2 separate regions of the Anas platyrhynchos genome follow, and region 2 is linked to region 1. The links are chromatin contacts, called in public Hi-C maps. All regions are on one chromosome and are shown on one strand. The core of a region is the stretch at or near the end of the contact, and the rest is flanking DNA. Distances in the headings are between cores, read along the strand shown. Region 1 has its middle 83 kb from the start of SMIM38. Region 2 has its middle 59 kb from the start of TRNAQ-UUG.

Region 1 (6,535 bases), core at 2,696-5,195:
TGGTAGCATATACTCGACTAAGTCAAAATGCCTCAAATTATCTCATTCTTCAGCATTTTCCTTTCAGTACTGCAGGGTAATTTCTAGAAAATGAGTTTGTTCTGGATTTGGCTGCAACTAATTGCTCTGCTTTGCCAATATTTCTATTGTGAGACAAAAATAATACCTGCCTGAACTGTGCACACCTCCACTGGCTTCAGAGGAGTTGCACTGAGGATGAGTTGGGCTACACACAGACCTTCCCCCTTTAATTCACAGACCCAAATTCTATCACTTACATTTTGACTTTTTGACTAATTTAGTACCTATCTTTTTTTCCAATCTTTTTTTTTTTTCCCCGAGATAAAACAACCTTACTACTCATCTCTTGCTAAATTAACAGTACTTACAATATAATTCACAAATGGCATAGAGAGATGGCTGATGATGATCCATTATAATTAACACTATTTTCCCTAATAACACAGTTTTAACTGGTTTTAACTGTATTTAATGGAGCCATGTAAAATCAATAGGCTCTTGTCAGAGTTTTGTTACTCTTTAAGTGTTAGATGATGTTGGCCTGGTTTACTCTGTTCCTAACCATCTCTAAAAACCACTAATTTAACCCTTGCAAACCATTAAATTGGGCTTAATCTCAAGCCCACAAACTTGGGGTTTGTGGTTCAAAGTAATGCTTTAGAGTTATCCTAGGCACTCTAGCGCACGATCACATTTGAACCCAAAATGTGAACAGCAGACTTACTTGTAGTCCGTGGCATCTTTGTAAAGAGTTTACAAACTGCAGTGCTAACAAGGTTAAAGAAAGGAAGCTATGGGAACTTTGACAGCAAATGAGTGGAAGACAGACAACAAGGAAGAAAGCACTATTTCTATATTAAGTGTTTCTAGATAGGCAGAAGGTATGAATACACTGCAAAAATCTGGACTTATATTAACACTGTGATCAACCATAATGATGGCAAACATCTTAACAGGACTTTTGCAATGTTGAACACAATGGGTTTAAAAAAAAAGCCACACAACACACAACAACATCCAATCAGCATTCTGTAAAGTAAGGTATAGATAAAGCCAGCCTTATACATCACCATGACTTAATTAGAGCCTTTGAAGCCATGCACCTTTGATCTGAGCAAAGTGATAAATGTATTATATTTTAAAAGGATTATTGCATGTTCTGTTAAGCACAATGGCAGGGTTGAACTGGCACAGTCTTGGTGTAATGAGGAAATGATCTGAATGGAACAGCCAGAAAAAGCAGAGGGGTCAGCTGTGGTCCTTTCAGACAACAGGTACCTGGCTGCAAGAGGGACTGGACACGTGCTATTGGCAGAGTAAATCTCTCACCTCTGAATTTCCCAGTACTAGTGTGAGGAAGTATGGCTTGTGAATGTTTGACCAGAAAGGACTCAAAGACAATCAGTCTCATAAGGGTGCCTTTCCAACAGAAGTGAGCTGAAGCCAGAGTATTTATTAAAAATCCCTGTCATCCTCAGGAAAGCAAGAATGAGGTTCCTGTTCAGGAAATGAGTCTATCATTATAAGGCCCAAATGTGGGCCCAAGTTTCAGCCACATCTATAGAGTTGTCCTGAATTTGACCACCTGTGATTATTCTGAGTACAGCAGATTTACCACCTCTCAGAACAACAGTCAGCTGCTTCCAGCTCTCCAACTCTCAAATAGTTTTGAATCCCTTGATCTAGCATAAGCCTTATCTAGAAATGTTTCCGTGTTTAAGAAAGAACGGGTTGGATCCAAATGTATTCTAAATTGTTCTCACAATATCTCTAATTTTTTTTTTTCTACCTCCTACTCAGAGTAATCAACAGTTTGTGTTTCTAGTCTTAAGGGAAGGAATGTTATGACTGTGAGAGTCTGAAGACAATAAAAACACAAGGCATGCAAGTATACTTAAAAATATTACAACGTTAGATGTAACAAGATTAAGAAAAGAAAAGAAAAAACAACCTACTTTCTGCTCTGATGCTCTAGGTCAGATTTTATGACACTTACTAGAATCTCATATACCAGTAAATGACACTCCTCCTTTATCTCTTACACCTGCCACTATAAACTATTCCAAGCTATTAAGGCTCCATGAGCGGTTTCCTACTATCAGTAAGTCTCTCTGCTATTCAGCATGCAGAATTTATCTGCCTAAAAATTGGCAAGCAGGCTGTAAAAGATTGATAATAAAAGTACATGAATATAAAATAATTGTCCACAATAACAGGCTAGTGGCATATGTGAGCTGTTAGGTTAATAATACTATACAAACAGACACACAAACCACAAAGCTGCTAAAGAGGAAGAAGCAAACAAAAAACAGTGATTATCAATAGCCCAGTGAAAGGTATCAACTGCGGGGAACTATGGGAATGTCAACCCAGAGTGCTAATCCCAATATTTAAAATACTTGGGCTGAACACCAGTTAGCTAGCAAAAAGGGGTTTGGGGCTAGGGGGCAATAAAAAACACAACCAGCTTTCTATCTTAATCATATTTCTCAATGATGTCGCTGCTGTCACAGTTTAGAGGCTGTCCAAAATACTCCCAATGTTGGAGAAGAATCTCCATCCAGGAACTGTTCGGAATCTCCTTTTGGCACCACGCTTCCTCTTTGATAGGGAATGCATTCACTTCTGTGGATGCATTGTTTTCTGGGATTATACATCCCTTCATGCAGAATAAAACACTTTCTGAAAGTGCCATTGGTCTAAACCATGCAATTCTTGAAGCTGCCATAGTAGAAAACAATAGCAATTTAGCCAGCTAAGTGTAAAGCTGTCATGTTCTTATTTCTAGGAATAAGTTTATTTAGCAAACTAATGTGATCCATAAAATGTTACCACCAGAACAAAGGTCAACTGAAAATGTAGAGAATGGAATTATTAATATACTTATTTTCATATCTACAAGTCATTGCCAATACTTTTATCTTTTTAAAGTAAAATGGACTTTGTAACCAGCATATAGTTGACAGCTTTTAACTTAACCAAACACCTCTGATGTACACTTTTTCCTTACTGTATAGTGAGAACAAAAGCTTGAAGTACCTTTTCCATTGATGTTAATTAGTACCTAATTCTGTCCTTTATTTCCTTCCTCAGCCTAATGGAATTCAACTAGTTTCTTTGTAAAGAAAATAAGTAAAGTAAAAAAGTGTAAATATCCCCTAATAATTGCATTTAACATCAGTGTTTGTAGTTCTGGAAAAAAAAATAAAATAAAATAAAAAATTAAACTGGGGCCCCAACCCTGAGGTCTGGATACAACACTGGAAATGCTACGGACTGGAACAGCCTTAAGGGGTAACGAGGCAAGTCCTTCCTCCTCTTCCTAGATAAGCACTGTGAAGCACAAGGGTTCAGTACTCCTTTAGGTCTCAGTGAACTATGCACATGGAATCATTCAATAGGTACAGGAGAAAAAAGAAACAGCTCATCCTGATCTCTCAGGGCGTGATATAGTCAGTCCTAAGCAATTCCTCTAAGCAGTTGAACACAACTAAACATTAGCATCCAAAAAGTGCAATCCAGAAGGGGCCATATATATAGCTTGCCTTCATTCATATGCCCATCATGGAGTGCTAAGGTTTTTGTTTGTTTTTTTCCCACGTATATATAGTCAATATATATATTGACTATCAACCTAAGATGCATAACCACCATGCTATATGGATGCCGTGTGTGCCTTCCAGTGACAGAATGTTAGGTAACAATTATTTGACCATGCACCAGCAAAGATTATGGCCATTTAAAAAAAAATAAACTGCAATAGTGCAGAAACAGCTCATAAAATTAGTTCTTTTTTCCTCTTTCGTACCTCATATTTGTACATTTTTACTACATGAGTTCTTAAAATCTTGCATAGTTCAGCAATGACTAGGTTTCCACTAATGGGATTTGGACAAGTATTCCAGCCCTTTCATCAGCAATAAGGAAACTGAATGTTCTCTGTTAATCAGCTCAGCGCAGTCATTTTTTAACCCGCAGACAATGTATGGCAGCAAAGTTTAAATTTTCAACCTTGAGAAGGCGGCAGGCTTTGCTGGTTGACCCTGCTGAAGGCAGGCAGAAATCAGAAAGACTCTGTAGACAAGAAATGGCAGACAAACTTAATCTTCTAATAAGAAAAAAAAATAAATCAGTAAATCTGACCGACTGTTAAATCTGCAAATAAGGAAAAACACTAGACTGCATCCTAGATTATGGACATGGACTGCACAGCATTACTCAGAAGAGAGGTAACAGGAAAGGTTGTAAAACCACGTTAAACTACATCAACAGAGCAACTGTGAGTCAAATCCATCCCTTCTTCTGGGTGTGCTTCACCATCAGTAACAAGGACAGGCATTAAGAGAAGAGTAATTTAGTCAGCCCTGCCTGCAGTGCCAGCATGTCCCTGTATTTTGTGCAGTTCACACGGCAGACAATACCAAACATAAAAGTGAGAAAGAGAGGGATCAGCTCACACCAGGTTGCGATGGAAGCGCACTTTGAACACATGTTCCTGATCTCTGCTTCAGTGCACAACTGCTAGTACTTAGTTAGAGATAGAGATAAATAGAGATACATCCAGAGATATTATCGTCCAGAAACACCATTTGATACAATCAATAAAATAAATTTTGCCAGGCCAGCAAGACAGACTGGCCCAAGTATCTGTAATAAGATATTTAAATACTAATACATTTGAACACATGATCTTAATTTCAGCCTCCAGGAGGTACTTTGCTATAAAGCTGCAACAGGCCATTGCTTTGCATGGCTGCATTTTATAATTTACAACTGAAATTACTTCAGATGAGACCTCTACAGTGTCACAAGAATAAAAAGGCTTAATAATGTGCAAAGGGTCTGATTTGCTTTTATTTTAAACATAGAAGTTCCCTGCTACTGTGTAAACAGCAGATGGGGCATACCATTTAGAAACACAAAGAAACCAACACAGGCTGGGGGAGGAAGCATTCCTAATCAGACGTCAGTTTGTGCTTCTGCTGCAGAAGAAAGTAGCAGTGATAGTTGGGTCTGGCTCTGCTCAAAAGACACAGCAGTTTAATCAGAACTAAAATAGCTAAATGGACTGGCTTTTAATTATTTATATTTTTCATTCTTTTACTGTAAACTTTGTGCAACTGTCTGGATTTAAACACGTGAATGATTAGTATTAACCTATTAAAAAGAAAACTTCGTATTTGAGGAACTGGGAAGTTGCTGGGAAACAAAGCTTAAATGCAATATCACCACCGATCTTTGCTTTTGATTTCTTTCTGCTTGGTCACTCACCACCAAACCTCACTTCGAGCGACTCTCCTTTGAGCAGCACAGTTACCATTACATCCTTTACAAAACATAGAAAACCACCCTCCTCTCCACAAACTTCTAAGGCACGTCCCAAGTGATGGGACAACCTGGAGGTGGCTGCAGTAGCCTCCAAAAAAGGCCCAGAGCAGGCTGTGAGTGCGCCAGCTGTGACCCCAAGCAGCCTGTCACCTGAGAGCACAAGTCATATTTCAGTGTGTAGCAAAACCAGTTATTCAGGCTCTCCAGCAGAACAGTCTCTGTATGAACACATTTTGTGAATGTATGTCATTTCTTATCTGTAAATGAGGTTTAGGGGCAGGAATATATGGCCAGGAATTCTCCATTCAAATGCAAGCTCGGCCAAAGCTTTGTCGAGTTATTTAATCTACTTTTTGCTTCCTTTTAATGCAATCATTAATACCCAGATTTTTATGATCTTGCAAGCTTAGACTGATAATGTTACATTAGGTTCAAACACACACAGCTATGAAAAACAAATGTTATTGCTGGAAGTATATTTTGAAGTGATGAGAACACCAACACAGAGCTAGATAAGCAAACACATACCTTTGCAAAAGCCACACTGATTCTGCCATATCCCAGAGGAGTTCCATACGGCATGCCATAATGGCATAAATCATGGACACCTAGCATAACTAAAATTCAATAGCAATTCCCTGAGCATAGGAGAGATTGTGCATTGGATTATAGACAGTTTGATCAAACGCTTTTTAGGATCCATTTCACAAGTGAGAAACCAGACAGGAAAAACTGTTTGCTGAAGGTCAGACAATATCAGAGGCTGACCTAGATATCCAGAGATCTCCCCAAAACCACTGCTAGCATTCAGAAACTTTTCTTAGTCTACATGTATAACATTGGACATGAATTCTGGCAGTTACTTCTGTCCCTTCTCCAGCACAGGCAACTCAACCTTCCTTTCACTCAGTGCTTTTCCGGGAAGGAGGCAATTAGGAACATACTTATTACCAATGATTGGAAGTAATTACCAGGTGAGATTGCTTTCTACAAAGAACCTGATTTCTTTAGTATGCTAGAATACAGAGAGCACAAAGAGCTCGTAGTTCAGTAATTCCAATTTTCTATCTGTAATGCAAATCAATACAATACAATATAACACCCAAGTTAATCCTGCACGTTTTACTTGTCTTATTTGTTCCCCTTGAAGTGCATTCTCTCACCCTAATGCTAAAGCAGTCAAAAC
Region 2 (6,324 bases), core at 3,323-5,822, 180 kb before region 1:
AGCCAGCTCTGGCTACACAGGGTTTGGAGACCTGCACAAAGGACCCAGGCTATGACTTGATGTTAGGGTAAATCTGGGCCTAGATCTACTACTCCCAGATAAAAAAGTCATAGCTGGGTGACCCATGGTATGAATTGTTGGGTAGACCTGTGCGGTGCCAGGAGTTGGACTTGATGATCCTTATGGGTCCCTTCCAACTCAGGATATTCTATAATTCTATAACCCAAAATGCTGATCAGTCATTCAACGATCTTCTGAGGGTGGCGGGATTCTGGACAGACAGAATTGGGCACTGTCTGTCTGCACCATTTAACTTAGTCCTGGGTCAAGTTGTGCCTGTACTTGCACAGGTGGCTGCAGGTCACAATGGCTAGTAAAGTTAATAGAAATGTTAATAGAAAATTAATTACTGTTAATAGAAAAGTTAATAGGAATGCTCAGACCTGACACAGATCGAATTTATACAGCTGGGTACTGTGATAGCCCACACATCCACTGTTTATGACAATGGGATCATGTCAGACAATTGTAGTTAGTACAGCATTTAATCTGCCGTTACACGTCCTGAACTAATAATTTATTACATTGTTTTCTTCTCCCCAGTGTATGTTCTTGAAAATACAGGATTTTCCTTGAATTTATTCTTTGGACAAAATTATAGAACAAAAAATTTAACCATTGCTCTAAATTGTTCTTAACTCTCTACTCTTGGAAATACTTCAAAAAAGCAGGGTACTTGTGTGCTGCAACGACCTACAGTGCGACTATTTAAAAATGCATTTTTTGCTATCACTTATGCCCGTGTACTGAAATCTTACACACTTACATCAAGGAAGAGACTATGAGCATGGTCCACGAAAACAAACAAAAAAAAAGACCAAATATTCACGAGTTTCCTTTTGCTTTAAGAATTAGTGTCATTCAGCTAAGCACGCTGGCGCATGGGAACGTCTCAGGCATTCCTGGCTGCGGAGATGGCATACAGTGATCTTCAGATACCCTTTCCCTTCCCCACATGACTCTGGCGATAAGTGGAGTCAGATGAGGCTGCTGGGCTGATCTGAGCGCCTGCTCCTGCCAAAAGGGAGCGGGTCGTCCCCTGCTGCCCCAGCAGCTCTACGGATGGGTCTCTGTGCCCCCATTGCTGACATTAGCTTCATCTGATTGCTCTGCGAGCTAATTCAGCTCACTCAGGCAACCCAGAAAAAAAAGAGAAGCAGAGGTTTTTGCTGGCGGAGGGAGCTGAACCAGCTCCTTAAGGGCACATGTGGGCACTAGGTCCAGTGTAAGGCAGTGTCCTGCTCACAGGAAGGGGACGGGGTGGGTTTGCCTCGCTCACAGGCAGCAAACTATTCTGTCACTTCAGCCACTTACACAACTGAATCCAAAGACTGGGCACCGGGATAAAAAGAGGACCATTCTTTAAATGAAAATATATTTTCTCAACACGTCCTGCCCAATATTTGTAACTCTGCTGCAGCATTCTAGAGCCCGTGGCCTTTATTGGAGGGAAGACCCAATATTTCCTCCAGTAGCTCGGAATGCTTCCTCTCTCCTCCTTTCTGAGGAGGAAGAAAAAGCATCATCATAAAACAGCACTGCATTCGGTGATTAACCACACTGCTTTTATCATCATTAGCATTATACTTAAGAGAATCCAATCAAGAACGAGGCCGCCATTGTGCAGCACATCCAACAAGCGCATAACAAACAAGCAGTCCCTGCCGTCAGTGACTTCATCTACTTGGGGTTTTAGAAAGCTTTCAAATTCGAATATTTCTGATGAATCTAGGCATTCCAAAATGAAGCATCTGAAGTAATAAGTAAAGGAGGTCGTCGTGGAAAACGTCGTGATTGTATTTAAATAAATTGGCCTAGTTAGATTAAATGAATAGCTTTTAAAGAAGTAATTCTTTCTCCATTCTGTGCAGAGGCTCCGTCGCAGACCACCAGTATTCAAAGTAAAGAGCTTGTGAGAAACAGCTGGATTGAGTGAAAAATCGAGAAACAGTCTGATATGCAGTCAAGCCCATTTAATTACGCTTGCTAATTATATTTCCCATGATAATTATATACAGTATTTAAATGCAGCATGCTATTTCCTGTTCGGAGTGATTAAAAACACCCCCGTGATTGGTGAAAGGCTCTGGGTAAGCCATACGACATTGCAGATGTTGCTGATAAGGCCCCGCTCCCTTGCAAACAGGAAAAGAGCCTCAGTCAGAGCCGCGCGGGATCTGAGAAGCAGCCGTGGGCAGATTAACCGCACGACACCTGCAGGGTACGGCGCTGCCGAGCCTGCTCCTCACCTGAGAAAAAGACTCCCAGATAAATCCCTGAAACTATCTGCTGTATCTGTGCTTGTGGGTCAAAATATTTAAATCTGGGTTCTTCAAGTTCAGCATCCTGCTCTTTATTAGCACATCTAAAGAAGACTTGCAGAACACCCAAGACTCCAAAGGAACAGAAGCCAGGATTGCTGATTCCTTGCCCCTTTCATTACTGTGCTGAAGGTTATTATTTGCAGTTTTGGTAGTGCTTGGGTCTTCACAAGGTTTTTATACTCCATACCTACATCAGAGAAGCAAGCTGATGAGGAAAAGGAAAAGCAGGCAGCGCGGGAATACAGTCTGGGGGGAAGCTCTGAGATCCTGGGAATAGCACACGTCCCACACCAGCAACCTGTAGAGAGATGTGAGGCCTCTCTGCAAGCTGCTCTCGCTCTGTATGTTTCTTTTTAGGAGTATCTACAGGTTTGCAGGACTAACCTACCTAGCCTCTGGGCAAGCTACGTGATAGAATAGGAAGGGAATCCCTGCATTTCATCATGTGGATGTGGTTTAGAGGAGAGAATTGGACTTCCCAAGTCCAAGCCCTCCCCCAGGACAGTTGGCGCAGCAAAAATCCTTTGAATAAATGTCTCCCTTTTGGGTTGCTGCATTCACACACACTATTTTTTTTTTTTTACTAGACATGAAATATTTGTCATTGTTAAAAAGGCATGGCATTTAGTTTATAAGCATGTTCTCCTGGACAATCCCAAAAGGGAAGTATTGCTTCTTGAAATGTTGTAAAGGAAAATGCTTCCAGGAGTTGGCCTTTGAACTAAGTTTCTGCTTCATTTAACCACTGGATTTGACAGCAGTGGAGCTCCTAATTTCTTTATGGAATGAAACACTTGCATTTCTGATCAACACAGGCCAAGTGTATTTGCAACACTGCAGGATAGCCCATGGAAGAGCTGCTGCTATTACGTGAGATCTAAATAAACAGAGTGCAGTATGGATTTCTGGGGACAACTGCAGATTGTAGTCTAATTAGGCAGAACACAATGGGAATACTGAACAGCTGCTGGTACTGTGGCTGCAGCTATAACCGCAACAACCAGAGCAGCAATACCAACCCCTCAAGCCTCAGGAATGTTTCTTACCAGCGTCTGCAATCCAAAATGGATGAGGACGACCTGAGGCCAGCTCCGAGCCACCCCAGTGGATCGGGCATTTTCCACACGAGCAGTCAGACAGGGGCAGCATTTCCGTGAGCCACAACTCCGCTTGTTGCGGCTGGAGATGGAGTCTGGGCACGTGGTAAGGGCTTCACTTTGTCAATAACAGAAAAGGCAGTCTTATAAGATAGGACAGCACAATTAGATGGAAATGGGGAAGGAGTACAGTAAGGTATTAATCTGCTTGTAAAGGTGCAGCACCAGATTGAGCAAACATGGCCTGTAAGGGGAACCTTTTTTTTAACAATTGCTCTATTTTGGCCATCCTAGCAATTTTAAGTATTCTAGGTAAATGAGCACAATAAGAGGCAGATAATTTGTTATGCCAGCATAACCTCTGCATAAAGGCACTGTTTACTAACTCTGAATAATTCCAGATTTACACCTCTCTGACTGAAATCAGTATCTGGCCCAGAAACATTATACAAAGCACACATGTACATCTGGGAGTACATAGGCACCAGAAAGACCAGAACCTTTGATTAAATAAATAAATAAATAAATAAAATCATTCAAACTGATTAAGATGCATCCTAATTTACTGGCTTGAGGTTTTCCAGTTACATTCCCTAACTCTCTCTCTTCCTCCTATGTATTACTCTTCCCTGTCCCCCTCCCTCCTTCCGAGTGAGAAAACATGCCTTTTAGGCCTTTCAAAACATTTTAAACTCTGAACTAAAGCTCCATTCCCATCTCAATCCCATGAACCAAGCTGCTTGCACTATTTCAGCAGTTAATTAACAATGAATGCCTTCCTTTGGAAACTGGGTGAAGCAGGGTGGGGATAAAAGATGAAGAAGGCTGAGGACAGACATAACAAGAATGGGGAGGGAGCAAAGTGGGTGGCTTATCAAATTCCACAAATACCAGACGTGGAGAGGTGTTGATTTGTTGCTGGGAAAACCCTGTTTGTTTATGGAGTTTAATCACCTGTTGTATGTTTGTTGTTCGAAACACATGGGAGACAATGGGATTGTTTGCCTGCGATGTACTGAAATACAGTACAGTAAGGGTTGTACGTACAGGAAGTTTCAATCGCTGCGATGTGTAAATTGGAACAGCTCAGATCATTACCAGCTAGCCTCCCGGTCAGGCTGTGTGAAGGAGGAACGAAGAATGTGCCCAAGGTTGACAGTCAAAAGAAATTCCTCGTTTGTGACCCATAAAATAGATGTAATTCTCTGAGGTGAGGCAAAGAATTTTGGAAAACAATGCATCCCACATCGCCCTAGTATCTGTCAGCAAGGCACTGACTGTCACATCGTTTGGGCTTCTTTTTCTTCTATTGCTTCTCCTTTTTCTTTTATTTTTAAGGGGCAGCTGGACTGGGTGGCAAGGGCAGAGCTGTCTGCATCACTGTAAAAGAAACACCAGTTCAAATCCTGTTTCTGAGCAACTCCTCTGCCCAGGCTTCTTGTAGCAGATGGCATTTTTGCATCCTTCGCACCGTCCCGGAGAGCACAATTCACACACCCCATTTAAGAGCTGTGCTGCTGGTCCGCAAAAGGACTCTCCTACCTCTCTTCTTTTATCGCGCTGGTCCTGCCCTCCTGCTTGTCCTTGTGATTCAGCTCACTTCTATCTGATTTTTTAAACACGGTGACATTTTCTCTCCTAGAACTGGAATTCACACCTCTGTGTGCTGTCTGGTTTCTGTATCCTCTTTTCTCTTCTTAAAGTTCACTATCCTTTTTGGTATCCTTATCTTAAGGACACATATCAGAATATTGAAGTTCTGTGAAAATGCATCTCCCAGATAAAGAAATGCAGTACATCTCTCTGGCTTACCTCATGAATAAACTAGCTACAAATGTAAACTCAACAGGGTTATGCAGCATCGTGTGTTTTCTCTTGCAAGTCTGCTCCTTCTACTCATCCATCACACAGCTCTGCAAATTCAGCAGCATCTTCAGCCACCTCTGAAATCTTGTACTTCATTTCTCCACTCTCCATCCCTGAGCTTTGTCAAGATGTTGCCCTCTACCACCAACTGTCCAGGGATGCCAGCATTCCTCAACCTGAAGTCAAGCTTGCAAACAAGCACTTCTCTACTTCATGTTTTCCCCATAAATGTCTGTGAAGCCATTCAGTTATCTCTTTTTCCAAACTGTCTCAGAAACAATGCTCACAAATAACCTCATAAAGACACTGTAACTTTATCTCAGACTAATTCCTTGAAACGGCCTTTTTGTTTATGTATAAACACTTTTTTAGCTTCAGCTCGTAGCCTCTTTGGGGCAGGGACCTTCTATACGTACAGTTCTTAAAACAGATCATTTTTGTTCCATATGTACATGGAAATGTGTCAACATAAAAATAGAAAACAAGAATCTTCTTCTAAGAATCACAGCCCGTATTCACAGTTTAAGGGAAACTATTAACCTTCAGTGTTGCAGGAAAAAAAAACAAACAAACAAACAAACAATATGCGAAGCTGGCCCATGTACCAGAAGGCTCTGAATGAGAGGAAATTCAACATGTGCCATAAAACCAAAGTGAGGGGTTTCTGACATACACATGGCAGAAATAGGGCACTTCAACAGACAAAAAGTTCTATGTGCAATGGAAATTGTGATCTTGCAGTCTCTGAACAAGGCAGCAGCACAGTTACCGCTCGTTGGAGATGGCTGTCTACCTTTACTGTGGTTGCATGTGGATGATAAAGTTGGTGTTTAGATTTCATTTAATATCTTCTCAATTTAAAGCCAGTGTGATGTCCAGTCACGGACTTCTCAACTCTGGTTTATAAACAAGCTCCTGGTAAATTTTCAAAGGCATATGAATTGATGTAGGAATCAAAATTCTATTTTCCAAGGGGA

Evidence for each region. Hi-C and Micro-C count contacts between places; a contact is called where the count stands out from the background.
Region 2: a Hi-C map of small yellow follicle shows a contact between it and region 1, with 6 times the contacts expected there. The contact joins two enhancer-like sites. A contact is called at or near these places in 2 of 8 Hi-C or Micro-C datasets (F5 follicle and small yellow follicle).

The regions. Positions count from the first base shown.
Region 1 is chr5:47,487,656-47,494,190 of IASCAAS_PekinDuck_T2T, reverse strand. No RefSeq gene overlaps it. Among named protein-coding and RNA genes, the nearest start is that of SMIM38, 83 kb to the right of the region's middle. Within about 2 kb of position 3,945, at least 3 of the 8 cell types and tissues checked have an H3K27ac peak or open chromatin away from gene starts, as enhancers often do. A contact at or near this core is called in small yellow follicle, where this site is marked.
Region 2 is chr5:47,668,374-47,674,697 of IASCAAS_PekinDuck_T2T, reverse strand. No RefSeq gene overlaps it. Among named protein-coding and RNA genes, the nearest start is that of TRNAQ-UUG, 59 kb to the right of the region's middle. Within about 2 kb of position 4,572, at least 2 of the 8 cell types and tissues checked have an H3K27ac peak or open chromatin away from gene starts, as enhancers often do. A contact at or near this core is called in small yellow follicle, where this site is marked.